Regions from separate parts of the Capsicum annuum genome. Here region 2 is linked to region 1. A link is a contact called in public Hi-C data. All regions are on one chromosome and are shown on one strand. The core of a region is the stretch at or near the end of the contact, and the rest is flanking DNA. Distances in the headings are between cores, read along the strand shown. Region 1 holds the start of LOC107863841 (protein SPIRRIG). Region 2 overlaps LOC107863842 (NADH dehydrogenase [ubiquinone] flavoprotein 2, mitochondrial).

Region 1 (5,884 bases), core at 2,440-4,939:
TATCTCACAACCCACACCCATGTTGTGTCGACATGGGCGTGGAAGGATTTTGAAGAATCCGAGTAACATAATCCATATACGACTGAAATTTAGACTGCAATATTGAGTCACAAATTTACTACCTTGATAAAAGCATATATCTACATTTAAGATATGCCAATTTGATGAAAATATTTAACATATGCCAATGACATTTAATGAATCAAATTACCTGAAGTCAGAATACTATGAAAATTCATTAGCATGAACTAAGAGAGTAATCAAAATATTAAGAACTCAAGAGTCTAGAGGACATACACCAGAGACAAGGACCTCTATCGCATACAACAGATTTGCACCAGGCCGGATGCCATCCTGCTTTATAATAAAAACATACATCCATGGATAAATAAATTAAACTAGGAATGGGTTCAGAAGGGAACATGAATTTCAGATATTAACAGAAAGTAAACCACCTTGGTGACTTCAGAGAAAAAGTTTAACACTCTTTCGACTTCCAAAGATCTTATTTTGCTACTAAGTTTCAACTTTTCAATATCTGTTACAAAAGCTCTTCCAACAACAAAGGAAAATATGTGTGTCTCTACTAACCTGTAAAAAGGAACAAAGCACAGGTTAAGAACCATATGCTGACAGCAAAATAAAGCATAAAATAAAATCATCACTGTCTCAGTGCATTTGACTGTGTTAGACTAAATAATAACTTAACCATGGGCAGCTTTAATTTCATTTTTTTCCAATGTAGGAGAAAGAGAGATATTGACAGCTGTGCTGATTGAGGTGCATAGAATGGAATGGAAGTCAAAAACAAATTGCACAAACAGCTATAAATACAGTTTTCATACATAGTAATCAACAGTGCTACATTTGCCTGTTGCTTCACTAATCTACAGAAAACATCAACAGTCAAGTTCAAGGCCTTTTCCTTCTCCTGAAACAAAGAAAACAAATGACCAATCAACAACCTCGATGAATAGAGTAGGCATTACTTTGTTTCATATATGTGTGTGTGTGTGTGAAAATAACCTTTTCCGAGCTTGAGGAGCGGAACTCTTCCCAATATCTCTTAAAATCCAACTCCAGTTCATGTTTGTCACTGCTTAAAATAACAGAACAAGAAAAGTGTAATGGAAGGTTAGATCTTAAGCTCCTTAAACATTATTCAACCGGATCTTATTTCACACGAAAAATCACTTCAAGTTAACCTGCAAGATCGTAGCATAAATCTCTTTAATAAAAAAATCCACATGATTGGAGCAACTTACAACAGGTTAAACACAATATAGCTGGAAAAAACCATTGGTGTGGTGACAAGATAGTTACAGCAAAGATCATTCCACCTCTAAGGAGATAGAAGTGATATAGGACTAACGTACTTTGTTATTTGCAACACTTACTATCTGTGATAGTGATTATACAAGTTTTTCACTCAGTAGTGCAACTAAGAACAGGCAAACACTAAACAAAAGTCCAATTACCACTTCATATACAAAACACTATTCAAGGAAAGACACAACGGTGGAACCATTCAACTACAAATCCCTTGAAACTTAGAAAATGGTCTTCAAAAATGCCCCATATCATCATACCCATAATTCGGGCCACAATGTCAATAATTTAATTTTACAGCTTCACTTGGTGTCTACAATCATTTGATTCACCGAGGCCTATACAGGAAAAAATAGAAATCCAGCGACAACTACAAATTCACGTTGCAAGGACAATAACTCTCAATTCACTTTAGTTTTGCCATCAAGCAAGTTCTGGTATTTTGCCACATATGTTTCCTATTAGTAAGTTAAGACTTCTTCCCATTAATTGGTAAGCAACAGAGACAAAAATGCTCTAGGGAAAATCTTTCCTATTCCAGTTTCTTTCTTTTTTTTCTATTCCAGTTAACAAAGGCAAGCCAACAGAGACAAAATGCTCTAAGGAAAATCTTTCCTATTCCAGTTTCTTTCTTCTTCTTTTTTCCATTCCAATTAACAAAGGTAAGCCAACAGCAGTGTTTCCTTACTTGTGAAGAAAAAAAGGCATACACCAATTTCATCTTAATATCCACTCTTTTGTAAGCAGCTCTCTGATACTTTCTGGCACTCTTGCAGATTTAAATGATTTATCAAAAGCCAAGAGAAGGTAGGGACAATTAAACAATTGAGCCTGAACAGTCATTAGGCCTTTGTTATCAGTCTCCATAGAGCAATTCTTTCCACAATTTTGATGGAACAAAAGTCATTGAACTAAAGATTGCACAAATTGCATGCACTTGATGTAGTTTGTTTGATTTGCAAAAAGACAAAGATGTCGCATTTATCACTCATTGATAAATTTTTCCAGTTAAAACTCCTTTGTCAAAGCGAATCGCATTATAAAGTGCACTAGATAAGCAAAACATGACTCGCAACAAGCCAGACAGCTTTCAAGCAGCAACTTCATGTAGCACCCGGAACCCTTTGCTCAAACTGAAACAGGCTTACTTTTTAAGAAAAACTAAACCTCAATCCAAATTAGTCGGGCTTGGCTATACAGATAAATGGTTACTATCCTCAGTACTCCCTCTGTTTCATTTAACTTGGCACTCCCCCTATAAAAAACATTTATTAAGGGTTTATTTTACTAAACTAACCTTATTAATTATACTTTGAAAATCTAAATTCGACTACTAATACTTTATAAAGTTATTGAATAATAGGGATAGTATTGGGAAAAACAATAGTAAATCTCTTTTAGATTTCACAAATTAGACGAGTAAATTGAAACAAGTAGTTTTAGTAAGGGGCCCAAGTAAAATTAAACGGAGGGAGTACAAATGAAATTCAATGGGAAATAATTCTGATCATTAACAGGTTAACATTAACAAGCTCATTTCAACAAAATGCATTTGTAATTCATCATCTGAACAAAGATCATTGCACTCCTCCAATAATCAAAATACGCAACAATATTAAAAACAGAAACGAATAATTTAACAAATTACAACACGAATATTATTGAAGGATGACAAACCTGGAAGGGGAGTAGGTGAAGTCATGGATAGGAAAAGAAACATTGGTATCACGAAAAGGCGAAGAGGTAGAAGATGAAGGAGACGATGCAGCAGAAGGAGATTGAGCAGCGAGACCGACTTTTTCTTTGAAGTCTTTAAGCAATGTTGCCCATTTCATCGTTTTTCCTCAGCAGATTTCTTCAACCTGCAATACTCATCAAACACCTCGTCGTTCCACAGATCCAGAACCTTCTAGGAGATAATAGATCTCTCCTTAGCTCAAATGTGATCGAGATAATAATAAAAATAACATTCAATTAATTGATTCAAAGCAGCAAGATCTAATTAATTAACCAAGTTTAATATTTAAATTGTAATTATAGTGAATATGATCTAGCTTGTTGCTGCTTTGAATATGTACGTATATATATATTTTTTTTTCCTGGGAAATATTTGATAATTGTGTCCTGAAATAGAGGGGGAAGAAAAGGAAGACGAAGAAGGAAAGAAGAAAAATGGCAGAGAGTTTTCTTTTTCTTTCTCTTTCTTCTTTGTTTGCTTGATTTCGGACGGCCTCTCCGCGCCTTGTTTCTCGCTCTAAAGTCTGCTCCTCTCTTTTTCACTTTTTAATTTCTCTCTCTATCACTAAACATTAATCGCTCCTTAATATTCTCGAGTTTTCTCCCTATCTGAAAGTCTAAACTCTAAACCCTCTTCTTTCATAAATCTCTTCTTTTTTCTTGTTTTTTATTTACCACGTCATGAGGTGGGGTCTACGTATACTAGCTTTCCACGTGGCTTCATGAGATGATTAACCCCGACGTGACTGCCTCTCATCTCTTACCCCTGCATTTTAAATTTTGAAAATTAAAAAGCATATATTATACAGTATCTCTCTTTTTATTTTAGCGTATTGGGGTGCGAGTACCACGAGTATTATGTTCAAAAAAAAAATTTTAAAAAAAATGCTACGTTTCAAAGTACTCAGCATATTTTTAATTTGCATGTAACTCAAGAAATTAGGTATTTTTATCATCATATTTTTATTTTTTTTTAATCATCTCTCTTGATCTCTATTTAATCAATGAAAAGTATAATCTCTTTTCAATAAATAAAAAGTGTACTTAGAATAAAATGAGAAAAATATACGCAATTATGTTTTGATTTCTAAAATAACAAATAGAAATAAGAATATTATTAAAATAAAAAATAGTTTGATCCATGAGAATAGTATCGTGATAAAATATGAATAAGGTACATTAGATGAAATAACTTAGAATAATAAAAAAAAATTACACGCTTTCTATAATTCTATTTTGATCAGTTTCTATTAAAATTATAATTTTGATATGATTAAGAGGAATAGAACAAGGGACAATTGTTCGGACGTCACAAAATTCGAATATGTGGTGATATTGTTCATATAGTGTTACCAAATATTTTTGAAAAAAGGTTTAAAATATTATAAAACATAATACGATAATTATTTTATTATATACGTCGAAAACTGTTTTCTATTCTGTTCTTTCCATCTTTTGGCAAATGGGTTTTGTCCCTTCGACTGCGTGCATTTTGCTTTTTTAGGTCTTCGTCGATGCTTCAAACTGAAGGAACTAGGAAGCTGGCATTGAAGAGTAGTTGATTATTGCTAGCTTTCAATATTTTTCTGTCTATGCTTCCTGTATTTCATTCGTTTCATTTTAATTGATATATTTAAAAAAAAAAAAAACTAAAAATGTATTTTACTAAATTAATCTTATTAATAATGTCTGAAACTCTAAAATTAGCTATTATTACTTTCTGTAGTCAGTTAATACCAAGGCTAGAAAGAAAAAAATATAATAAAATTCTCTTAATTTTATAAATTGAACAAATAAATTAAAATATTTACTTTTATTATATGGGTCAAATAAACCGAGAGGAAGTATGTTCTCGTAGCTCTAATTAACTATCTGTACTAAGATTGCCTAATTATTCTCATGAAATGAATAATACTACCAATAACAGATTTCAAAGAGAACAATTAGCAATTATCATCATTCATCAATGTGTTGTCTTGCCTTGTGTCTTTGAAATAATATCTTTGGGAATTCCTTTTTTTATGTGTTGGTGTTTTATATGACCGACATAAGACTCGATTTGTTATATATTATGGTGGTTCAGTGAGCATCATATTAAATATACAACTTATTTTAATCAATTTCTCTCATAATTGAATTTAGTGTATTTTTACAATCTAGTAATTAATAAAATTCTAATTAATCGAATATTTTGCAAAAATGTCATGAATTGTGCTTGATCAAGATAATTGTAAGTATCTACTGACATGATTTCATATCATTGTTCAAATGTTTGATAAAAAAGTAATCTATCAATTCTAATATTACTCAATATAAGTTAAATTTATATATAACCTCATCCAACGCCGAAACTCAACTTTAATGATATCGCTCATTAAAGAAAAATAAATTTTAAAAATAAAATAAGAATACAAATTGAAAGTGAAAAGAAAAAATTGTAATTTATACCATATATTACCATGTAATTGCAAGCAATTTTTCCTCTTGAAAATTGAAGAGTGTAATTGATCTTATTTTAATTATGTATCATATAATTACAATACGTTATATTCAAGTTTGGTTATAAGGGATTTCCAAACCTTCCCTAAACTCTCTCTTCTTACAAGCCAACATTAACTTATAATTGCATTGGACATATTTTGTTTTTCTATCTGCATTTTGATCTACTCCCACGACTATTGAGTGCATATGAATTTTGAGATTTTTTAAGAGGGAATAGAAGATATTGTATATACTAAATGATTTTGTCTAGTCACCTATCAAGAATGAAAAAAGTAACTTACATAAAATACCTATTGAAGGAAAAGAAATATATCCT
Region 2 (5,892 bases), core at 2,814-5,313, 87 kb after region 1:
GAAGCGTATGGTTGATAGTGGTTGCGACAGCTTTCCACCTACACGATACGTTCGACGGCTCCACCTCCTAAAATAAGAGTGACTCAACTAGAGTTTGTATGCACAACGTGTACTTCGAAAATTATTGCGAAAAAAATTGACTCGGAGTAATGCATATGATGCCAGATATGAAGCGGTAACACATAAGAGAAAATTGTAAACACGCAGCACATACACATCCAATAATGATAAAATAATAACACAACAATAGCACAAACAAAATATTTGTACACCTATAGTGTCAAAGTAAGCCGATACAACTCAAAAAATAAGCTCAAATTTTTAAAAATCCCTAGCAAAATCGCCAGATAACTTCTATTTTTTTCTTTTTTCTTTTTTCTTTTTCATTTCTTTGATTTTTATTATTTTTATTATTATTTTTAATTTCATTAACCTTTATTTTTTCTTTATTTTTTTCTTTTCCCGTAACCTTTTTCTTTTCTTTTCTTTTCTTTTATTCAATTCTTTCTAAACAATAAGTAACGCCCCATGGAGAAGAGTTGGCACTACAACATTGTATCTTAATTTATGAGATGTTCTGTTACTCTTCTTAGAGACAAGACGTAACCCAAAGACTTTCAAACAACAAGTTACGTCCCATGGACAAGAGTTGACACTATCACATTGTGTTTTGACTTATGTGAGGCTCTATAACTCTTACCTTAGAGATAAGACTTAGTTCAATGACTTTCAAACAAAAAGTTATGCTCCATGAGCAAAAATTGGCACTATATCACATTGTGTCTTGATTTGTGAGATGCTCTACGACTTTTGCCTTAGAGGCAAGACTTAGACCAATGACTTTCAAACAATATGTTACGTCCCATGGGCAAGAGTTGACACTACCATATTGTATTTTGATTTATGAGATGTTACACTACCATATTGTATTTTGATTTATGAGATGTTCTATAACTCTTGCCTTAGAGGAAAGACTTAGCTCAAGGCAAGTTATTCCACATGGGCAAAAGTTGATACTACCACATTGAGTCTTAATTTGTGAGATGTTCTATAACTCTTGCTTTAGAGGTAAGACTTAGCCCAATAACTTTCAAACAATAAGTTACGCCCCATGGGTAAGGGTTGACACTATCACATTGTGTCTTGATATACGAAATGCTCTACAACTCTTGCTTTAGAAGCAAGACTTAGCCCAAAGATTCAAACATCAAGTTACGCTCCATGGGCAAGAGTTGAAATTACCACATTGTGTCTTGATTTATGAGATGTTTTATAACTCTTGCCTTAAAGATAAGACTTAATCCGAGGACTTTCAAACAACAAGTTACCCCATGGGCAAGAGTTGGCACTACCACATTGTGTCTTGATTTATGAGATGTTCTATCACTCTAGCCCTAGAGGCAAGACTTAGCCCAAGGACTTTCAAACAAGAAGTTACGCCCCATATATAAGAGTTGAAACTATCACATTTTGACTTGATTTATGAGATGTTCTATAACTCTTCCCCTAGAGATAAGACTTAAACCAAAGACTTTCAAAGAAGAAGTTATGGCCCCATGGCCAAAAGTTGACACTACCACATTGTGTCTTGATTTATGAGATGCTTTATAAGTCTTGCCTCTAAAACTAGACTTAGCCCAAGACCCTCCCAAAAAATAAGTTTCTCCCCTATGGGCAAGAATTAACACTACTTTATTATGTCTTAATTTATGAGATACTCTATAACTCTTGCCTTAGAGGCAAGACTTAGTTTGAGGATTTTCAAACAACAAGTTATGCCCTACGAGCAAGACTTGACACTACCATATTGTGCCTTATATCTAGACAAGACTTATCCCAAAGGACTTCCAAATGACAAGTCACGCCCTTAAGTTTATTTTGATGTCAAAGAAAAAGATTCTTTTTGCGGAATATTCAACTTTCTGTTCATTAGCAAAACATAATAGAAGTTGAGAAAAAGGAAAAAGAGAAGGAAAAGAAAATAAAGATCGAGAAAAAAGAAAAAAATAAAGATTAAGAGAAAAGAAAAAAGAAAAAAGAAAAAAGAAAAAAGAAAAAAGAAAAAAGAAAAAAGAAAAAAAGAATTTAAAAAAAGAAAAAATAAAAGTTTAGAAAAAGAAAGCGCAGAAACTAAAATTAAAATAAAACAGGATCTCTAAGTTTCATGTATGTGCCTTTGATCACATACTTTGTTCGCTCGACGGCTCATACTCGATCCTCTTTTATTGAATACAGGGATTTCGTTCGCTCACGGCTCGTTCGCCATGGAACTGGAAAAAGAGAAAGAAATGAAGTGAAGAACTTCGTTGACTGATTTCTGAACCTTGCTTTCTATAATGCTATTCGGATTTGCGATAAGGGTTGCGCTCTATACGCCTTTGGATTCAGCCGTTGAACAAAAAGTCTAAATAAGAAAGATTGGGAACACTTTGATTTAGTTAATTATGTATTAACAGCTAATACATCATTGTTCAATTAGAATACCCCAAACAGTGTCATTTGAAGACTTGGTTAAAAAAGAATTTTGAAGAAAGTCAAGCACACCAAATGCGTGTGGTAACTAGAAATTTACAATTCTAAAGAGTCTCGAGTTTTCCTTAGAAAGCCTGTTCTCAACAGTTTTAGAATTTAGGCAGAGTTTTGGTTATGCCTATCTTATCCACCATATAAAAATGAAAAAAATTAGAAACGAAAAAAGAAAAAAGAAAAATAAGGTTGGACAAATGAATTAAGAAAAGAGAAATGAAAAATAAATAATGTTTGAGAAATTAAGAAAAAAGAAGAAGAAAAAACGAAACATAAAAGAAAAATAAAGATTGAGACAAATGAATTAAAATAAGGAAGAAAAAAAGATAAAAGAAAAAATAAAAATCAAGAACCAGTAAAATAAAATAAAATTGAGAGACAAATGAACATGAAAGGAATAAAGATATTTGAGATATAGAGGGACAAAAATATACATTTTCTATATATAAAAAGGAAGGAAGGTTAATCTGTAATGACTTTTCGTATGAGGGACAAAAACACAAAGTCGCCCACTATGTAGCCCATCCAGTGTAATTTCCTCGTGTAAAAATAATCCTTGAACATTTGTATGGTTGCAAATCATTTTATTAAGGATAAAAAAAGAATTATAAAGTTCATTTTTTTTAATATATAGCAAATTAACACTTTTTTAGAAGAACTAAAAAGTAAAATGTTTTACATAAAATGAGATGGAGGGAGTAAATATTTATAAAATTGAGCCAATCTAAACAATCATAATATTATTTGTTTGTACTCTTTATATTTAGGCTTTTCATCCTAATCAATCGATGGTTATTTTTCTCAAAAATAATTAGTACTAGGAATAAAATGAAAAAAGGGTCAAAATTTCAAAAATAGCTAACACTTAATTGTAACTCTTACACTAGTAGTAAATTGTTTATACTCGTAAAAATATGCTAGTAATATTTAAAAAATAGTTACTTGTCATTTGTTTATACGAGTTTCAAAAATAGCTAACACACATGTCAATTGTTTATACAAGTTTGTTTAATTTTATTGAACTTTCAATGTACTTACTATTTTTTTTGTGTTGTCATACTATTTTATTAAAGTATAAATTTAAAAATTAAAGATCCATGAAGCTTAAGCATGCCCGCCCCCGCCTTTTGACCAACGAGCAAAAGCGGAAACACAATAACAAAGAATCAGAATAGCAACTTCGTCTCCAATTTTTCAAAGTAAAACAACTACATAAAATCTAAATATAGTCAAAAGTGAAATGGAAAATAAGAAAATTTAGCTTGGAATTTCAATTTGAATTTATTTATTCAGTAGAAAATCTCTTTTCATATCCAAAACGCCGAAAAACATTGCCATTGCTCCAAGTTCACTTCCGCATTAGAGTGTAATGATTGGAAAGCAACTGACTTCTTAAAATTCAACCTTCCTAATTGTATACTAGCCAATCTGTACTAAACTAATTTTAGGCAAAATATGGCATCCTGACCCAAAACAAGCATTCTCACTAGATCTGGTACAAGTTAACAGACAAAAATAAACGCGAATCACCTCCGCCTGTAATCATACTGACAGAAAACAATCTTTAAAACTCAATGCAGTAGGTAATTTACTGCATGGGTGCCTCTCCCCATCCATTGTTTTACATTATTAAGAACTGAACAACAAGAACAAATTTATTCAGCAGAGCAAGCATCTAGATCCCGGCAAGGAGGAGCCTTAGGCTCACCTAATAATGTAGTATTTCCTCCTTCTGGTCCACAATTGATACGACCTGGGTTCTGAGTGCCACGCTGAAACATAAAAAGCATGCCAATCAACAATGAAGTAATATTATTATGCATGATAAAATTAGTCTATGCAACTTGGTGATCTTACCAGTGGTTTTTCACCTTTCCTGAATGCCTCAACAATCTCTACAGCTCTCTTTGGAGTGATATCCTCCTGCAGAAAGGAAGGGGAGAGCGATTGAGCACCAAATACTAAACTTATTACTACAAGATTGAAGATCTAGCGATCAAAACAGGATTAAAGTATTAACTCACATAATAATCGTAAGTATATCCTTCAGATCCATTGGAATAGTCAGCCACCGTCATCATTGGAGCGTTTACACAGCACCCCTGTCACAAAAATGAGGTGTCATATTGAAATAGCTGTATATTAAATAGGCTATGACTCGAATGGTGTTCAACATTCTGGAACAAATATAAGCACCTAATGACGTAATCAGTGGTTCTTGCTGAAGAGCCTCCAATGCATGGAAGTAAGATGGATGTCACAGTAATTTAACAACAATAATAGCTAAAGCCTAACTGTTAAATCCTCACACTCATATAGAGAACAAATCTCCACAGGATCTGAACAGCAATTATAATTTTTTTTAATCCTTTTTCATGCTCTCTGTACTATACCTCCATTGAATTATTAATTTTAAGCATATTGAAAATAACTAGTGAAAATTGTCTTCTGATGGGCAAGCATAACTTGTCATTAACAGTAGGTTTCACTGTTTCAATTCCAGAATCATATTTTATGCCTCACCAAGATTGGTTCAGAGGACCTAAGCTAGAGTAAAACAGGTTTCTAGATTAAAAGTCAGCAAAAAATAGAGGCAAAAACAATCTCTTCTTTCCTACCATGCTTTTTCTTCGAGTGTCATATATCTTTATGATTTTCACGACTTTCTCAGGGTTCCAAACAAATAGCAAGCTCCCCCTTCAGCTACCCAATTAAGATCTCAACATGGTCCGCTGGACAGACCTCTATGCATTGGCAACAATGACATTCTGACATGTAACAGACTTATTGCCTGTTTGGATTAGATTATTTTAGATGGTTTTAAGCCAAAACAACTTTTAAGCAGTTTTGTGGTGTTTTGAGTAAAATAAAAGTAAAAAATGCTTTTCAGCACTTGTTTTAAAGCCAAAATAACAAGCCAAACTACAAGTGAGAAATCCTAACTTATGGCTTTTGGCTTATAAGCCATAAGGTATAAGCCCATCCAAACAGGCTCTTAATCTAGTCAGATTTAGCCTCCAAGGCTTTGGTGTAGAAGTAAAACTGCAGCTTGTGATGTGTAGGTTAGGGACTTTCAAACCCTGCCACACGAAAATCCTAGTATTTTAAGTTTATGAATTGGTTATTTGTCAGCACCAATTTAGAAAGAGAAAATTTGGCTAATAGGCCTGTTCAAGTTTCCAATTAGCAAAATGGCCTACTTTCATTTTCTCATTTTAAAACAAAATAAAAAACCAACTTTAAGGAAGAATTGAACCATAATAACATATTAAAAACTATGTGAGCTATTTACAAATATACTTAAAACATAAAACCCTAACCCATTTTTTCAATTTCAAATTACTTTTTCATTTCTATCTTTACTTT

The links. A called contact is a pair of places that touch in the nucleus more often than the background predicts.
Region 2: a contact with region 1 is called in a Hi-C map of leaf, with 2.3 times the contacts expected there. The contact joins the enhancer-like site here to the promoter of LOC107863841 in region 1. A contact is called at or near these places in 3 of 5 Hi-C or Micro-C datasets (leaf and placenta).

The regions. Positions count from the first base shown.
Region 1 is chr3:52,810,343-52,816,226 of UCD10Xv1.1, forward strand. It overlaps LOC107863841 (protein SPIRRIG), which reads right to left and starts at 3,690. Exons shown (of 19, transcript XM_016710000.2): 1 at 3,007-3,690; 2 at 1,027-1,096; 3 at 846-931; 4 at 456-591; 5 at 298-354. The coding sequence starts at 3,164.
Region 2 is chr3:52,896,543-52,902,434 of UCD10Xv1.1, forward strand. LOC107863842 (NADH dehydrogenase [ubiquinone] flavoprotein 2, mitochondrial) reads right to left here. Exons shown (of 10, transcript XM_016710001.2): 8 at 4,551-4,628; 9 at 4,384-4,449; 10 at 3,983-4,298. The coding sequence ends at 4,182. Among protein-coding and RNA genes, the nearest start is that of LOC107863842, 12 kb to the right of the region's middle. Within about 2 kb of position 4,064, at least 2 of the 5 cell types and tissues checked have an H3K27ac peak or open chromatin away from gene starts, as enhancers often do. A contact at or near this core is called in leaf, where this site is marked.